Regions from separate parts of the Mus musculus genome. Here region 1 is linked to region 2. Evidence: chromatin contacts called from public Hi-C data. All regions are on one chromosome and are shown on one strand. The core of a region is the stretch at or near the end of the contact, and the rest is flanking DNA. Distances in the headings are between cores, read along the strand shown. Region 1 holds the start of Nedd1 (neural precursor cell expressed, developmentally down-regulated gene 1). Region 2 holds the start of Uhrf1bp1l (UHRF1 (ICBP90) binding protein 1-like).

Region 1 (2,700 bases), core at 141-2,640, 3.0 Mb before region 2:
CAGCTAATAACACCAAAAGCAGCTGCAGATTACACAAGGCATATACTGCTTGCTCCCCGTCTTCATTTTATGGTTGTTCCTCACCAGCTTCCAGAAGCTGGAGAGACTTCTTTTTCTCCTAGGGGAGGTGGGGATTGGCACTTCTTAGGTTTCCAGTTGTTTTTGATATGGGTTCAGATAACTGGGACATTATGTATCCAGTTGAGAAACACATCCGGTGTGCACCTGGGACAAAGGAGCAACACTTTCCATAGGAACATGCTATCAGTGATGGAAGTAAGAACTCTCAACAGAGCAATCTTTTAGCAGGAATGTTGGGAAAACTCAGTTCATTGGCCCCTTTCTACCATGAAATACATTTCCTTCAAAAACAAAAAAACCAAAAAACCACTGAGTTGGTGTTCATGTACCTGAACAGCAGCATGTGAAGCTGCGGATGTGAAGATGGCTAGCTCAGAGGCTGAAGTCACTACTGGGTTTGTTCTCAGGGTTAGGGTTCGTTTTGGGTTAGATGTTCCTCTCCTCTGCTTTCCTCCTTTTCCCTCCCACCCCTTCCTTTCTCTTCCCCTCCTTTCCTTCTCCCACTCCTGCCACAATTTCCTCTCCATTCCCTCCCCTCTTTGAAACTGAGTTTCTTTGTATAACCGTCCTGGAACTCGTTCAGTAGACCAGGATGGATTTGAACTCACAGAGATCCCATTGCCTTTGCCTCCTGAGTGCTAGGATTAAAGGCTTGTACCACCACACCCCTTTGAAGTTAGATGTTTAACCTGCAGCTTTTCTTGGCTTCCTCTCAAGTAATCCTCTCCTAAACCAACCATGTTAATTGCCTTTATTATGAGCGTTCTTCTTTGTGATAACTGTGACACCTTTTTTTGTGGGAACTGAGAGTTGCCCGTGAATTCCCCATCTTTTATTCTTCTGTTTTGTTTTGTTCAAGACAGAGGTTCTCTGTGTAGTCCCTGGCTGTCCCGGAACTCACTCTGTAGACCAGGCTGGCTTAGAACTCAGCAGTCTGCCTGCTTCTGCCTCCCTAGTGCTGGGATTAAAGGTGTGCACCGCCACTGCCTGGCATTTTATTCTTGCCTTCCCTTTCCCTACAGAAGTGTTAATATTAACTTCCTAACTAGACTGTAATCTCCAGCAGGCTAGGGAACCTGCGTGTTGACTGACCTCTTGTCCCTTCAAGCTAAACACAGTAAGTGCACACCCACAGCCTAACTCAGCGCCTGGCACACAGTAGCCAGCAAACAAATGAGTGATAAAGGAGCAGTAGCTACAGGCTAGGATATCTTCCTCTGCACCGCCCCAGGGTGGGAGGCCACCCAGCACCCCCGCGGGCTGAGCGCTCGGGGCACCGCCTTTCCCGTGACGTCATGCGAGGCGGGACTTCCGGCCGCCCAAGTTTAACAGTCCAGGCGGGAGCCGGAAGCGCAGCGAGGAACGGGTGGAGCTGGGCCTCCCCTGTGGCCCCACGCTTGAGAGGTGAGGTTCCGCCTGACAGGGAGGCTCTGTGAGCGCGGTGGCCTTGGGCCGGGGACCCCCGAGGTCAGCCTCTTCGGTCCTGCGTTGGGCGGCAGCGGGCGCGCGCGCGCGCTGGAAAGTGGCCGGGGACCGGGCAGGACAGGACAGGACAGGACCGGGTCGCGGGCCCCGGATTTAAGGGCCAAGCTGCCCCGAGCGGCTCGTCCACCCCGACTCCCGGGTCTGGCTCGCCCGTAGCTGCTGAGCGCAGGCGCCCTGGGCTAGGGGTGCAACTCCCGAGAACTCTTCTTGAGCAGAGAGTGCAGTTGGTCGCTGTCGCTCTTCTTTCCCGGGATCCTCTCCCGGGGACTGATGTCAGAGCCCAGAAGCCAAGCGAAGGGACTGTGAGAGGTCTCCGTGAAGTCAGCCTCACTGAAGCTGTGTGGGTCGCTTAACTCTTCTGAAGAGCCTTGATCCACTCATTGCACCACACTGCACAGTAGGCTCCTTGTGTGGGGTTAGGGTAGCAGCAGCTTGCAGCTGTTTACTGTTCTTCAGAGTTCAACTTTTCTACCCTGTGTTTTTCCATGGGCCGGGGAACAAGGGGCATTGAGTAAGTGTTTTAGTCACCAAATAGAAACATTGTCTACAATTCAACAGGTGACTCTGCAAGTTTTTAGCCTCACCTACTAGGGGTCCCTTCTAACTCAGAACCACCCCACACACTACTGTATCCAAAAATATGCACAACAAATAACTGTTTTAATCCTTTCCATAAACTTTATTTATTTATTTATTTTTCCTCTTGAGACTCAATGATTTCTGCCTTATGCTTTTTAGTTTGTCCTCTGGAACCCAGATATGTATGATGCTTTTGTTGATGATGTGGGGGCGTGTCTTTGACCACTGTTGGCCTTTAACCTTGGTTAAATTCAGCCCCCTATGTCACCAGATGGAATCAATTCAGTGTGTTGTAGCTGCCGTAGCATCCCTTAAAAAAAAAAAAAAAAAAAAAAAGTAGGGCGTGGTGGCGCACACCTTTAATCCCAGCACTCGGGAGGCAGAGGCAGGCGGATTTCTGAGTTCAAGGCCAGCCTGGTCTACAGAGTGAGTTCCAGGACAGGCAGGACTATACAGAGAAATCCTGTCTCAAAAAACCAAAAAAAAAAAAAAAAAAGTAACCACTTTTTATTAGACTTCAAGTATCAATGAAACTGTGTTGACCTATAAAAAGAA
Region 2 (2,700 bases), core at 113-2,612:
TCTCTCTCTCTCTCTCTAATTAGTGATACTAAGAACCAAACACACGGTCACAAACTTTGCTATAGTTTGATACTTTATGTATACATACTGTGTGTATTAAATTTTATTCAATATAAAGATATAATGTCAGGAAAATATCTGCTGAATCATAGTATTGTTTTGTTCAATATGTTCTCAACTGTAATATATATATATGTATTACACACACACACACACATATCCAGAAAATGAAGACATGTTTACTATACAAGTCTATCATTAAACCTGAGAACGTTCCTTTAATCAGTTAAAAGCATTCATTAACTTACAAATAACAGAGGAGAGAAAGAGATCCTAACCAAGAGCTTTTAATTCTCTGTCACCAACTTGGAACAGGGTCCTACATTTAGCCTGTTTCTTGAGACAAATATGGAGAAGCCAAGAGCAGTAACAAACTGCCAGTTTACTGAGTCATGTTTCTGACTAAAACTGTGTTATGAAATGGAAAGAGTGACACGTCTGGGGTTTAAACACCAGGGACGTTAACTCCCTGAACTCAAGGGTCGCGGAACAAAATCGGAAAACTCTGCAGCAAGAACGAACGCGATGCGGGACTGAAAACGACTTCCACGGAGAACTGGCCGAAGCGGAGAAGTCCTGCTTAATTTCCCCTAAAACAAATCCGAACTGTGCAAACAAGCACACCCTCCCGTGCAGCGGAGCGGGGACGCCAGGTAGGGGGCACCGAGAACAATCCCAAGGTTAACGTTTCACTGGCACACACACACCCCAGTCCTCGGCTAACGGAGCCGCTCGGCTCCGAGCCCCGGGAGCTTCCGAGCCGGACCGGGTCCCAGCCCAACCCCATCCACCCAGCACCTGAGTGACGCCGGGGACGTCACCAGCCTCGGCGCAGGAGCGGCCCCCGGCGGAGGAGGAGACCCCGGCCCGCCGAGCCCCGCCGCCCTCCGCGTGACTCCGGAGGCCGGTCGGGGGCGCCAGCGGCACCGGCAGAGCCCGAACCTGCGACCTGGACCCGAGAACCGGCGGCCAGCGGACGGGACCGGCCCCGAGCGCTCGCTGACCTGGAGAGGTGCTTCAGGATCTGTTTCTTGATGATCCCAGCCATGGTGCCCGCCGGGCTGGAGCGCCGCTCTCTTGTCGCTCCTCACAGCCTCCTCACTTCGCGGCAGTCTTCTTTCGGTCCCGCCTCACCGGCCCGGAGGAGAAGCGCCGGAGAGATCACTCTCAGAAGAGACTCGAGGGCCTGGCCGAGGCCACAGCCGCCGCAGCCGCCGCCGAGAGCCCGAAGCATGACGCTCAGGCCGCCGCGGCCGCCGCCAGCGCCATCTTGGCTGCAGCATCACCTAAGAGACCGGGGGCGGGGAGAGGAGTCGGGGGGGCGGAGCGAGCTCGAGGTGGGCGGGACCTGTGGGAGTTCCGGGAATCTTCAGCCCTGCCTACTTCGGACTCCCACTAGGTCCTCCGCTGCCCTTTCCTAGTTGGTACTTGGGCTTTCATCTTTTCTTCATCCCTTTCATCTTGTCTGTGCCTCTCTCGCTGACATCCTAGTCTTGCTTCTTCATTTCCTCCGAACTCAACTTTCTGCTCTACAAGTAGCTCTGTTTATGTTATTCTTTTGGCCATTTCAGCTTTTTAATCTCAGTTTCTTTTACCAAGATCCTTCCCTTAGACTAACGGCTGTAATTTAATGTTTCCATTCGTTGGTCTAACCTTAAAGGAAGTAAAATTGACAGCATGTCATATTTAACCGAATATACCTAAAGACCTAGAAGTTAGAAAGTCTAGAGCCAGTGAGATGGCTCTCAGCCAGCAAGAGTACTTGTCAAGCAAGCTTGATGATCTGAACTTGATGACCAAACCACCATGAAGGAAAGAACTGCCCTTGAAAGTTATCCTCTGGACACACACACACATAGACACACTTAGTAGAAATTTTGAAATGGAATGCCCAAAATGAAGTCCTGGTTCTAATATTTTCTAGCTATGTTAACTTGGAAAGATTGTTTTCAGCTTTAGTTTCACTTCATGTATGAATGTGACTTTGGTCACACAAGGGGACGTCAGAGAACAGCCCTGGGTGTAGTGCCTCACTTTCTTCTATCTCTTCCTCAACAGCTACTTGTGTACTCCAGGTTACCTGGTTCCTAGGATCCTCTTGTTGGTCTCTTGTTGCCTCTCCCATATTGCCTAAAGAGTGCTGGGATTACAGACTTCTGGCTTCATGTGAATTCTGGAGACTCAAGTTCAAGTCCTGATGATTGAATGGCAAGTGTATTGTCTGCTAAGCCAGCTCTCTCAGCCGTTAACCTCACTTTTAATCATCTTTAAAATATAGTGTCTGCCCTTAGGGATGGTTTGGTAGGGGCCCTAGTAGGTACTGTTGGTGTGTCTGGGCCATATTGTCTGGCCACCTGTTGTAGAAGCAGGTTTTGAAAAAGATATAAATCACTAAAATATTTCATAAACAGGTGGGAGAGAGAGACAGTGTAGCCATTTGAGGTGGGAAGAAGCAGCATTAGAGTTCACAATGCTTGAAGCATGCCAGGGTAACAAGAATCTGCTAACACAAATACTGTGCAAGGATGAAAGCAATCTGAGCTGTTTGAAGGGAACCAAGCTGGGTGTAGTGACACATGGGTCTGTAATGTCAGCCCTTCGGGGACAGAGGCAGGAGGAGTGCTACAAGTCTGAGGTCAC

Evidence for each region. Hi-C and Micro-C count contacts between places; a contact is called where the count stands out from the background.
Region 1: a contact with region 2 is called in a Hi-C map of B cells, with 6 read pairs. The contact joins the promoter of Nedd1 here to the promoter of Uhrf1bp1l in region 2. A contact is called at or near these places in 2 of 39 promoter capture datasets (liver and pre-B cells) and 1 of 484 Hi-C or Micro-C datasets (B cells).

The regions. Positions count from the first base shown.
Region 1 is chr10:92,721,108-92,723,807 of GRCm38.p6, reverse strand. It overlaps Nedd1 (neural precursor cell expressed, developmentally down-regulated gene 1), which reads left to right and starts at 1,390. Exons shown (of 15, transcript NM_008682.2): 1 at 1,390-1,485.
Region 2 is chr10:89,743,653-89,746,352 of GRCm38.p6, reverse strand. Uhrf1bp1l (UHRF1 (ICBP90) binding protein 1-like) reads right to left here and starts at 1,362. Exons shown (of 21, transcript NM_029166.2): 1 at 1,065-1,362. The coding sequence starts at 1,108.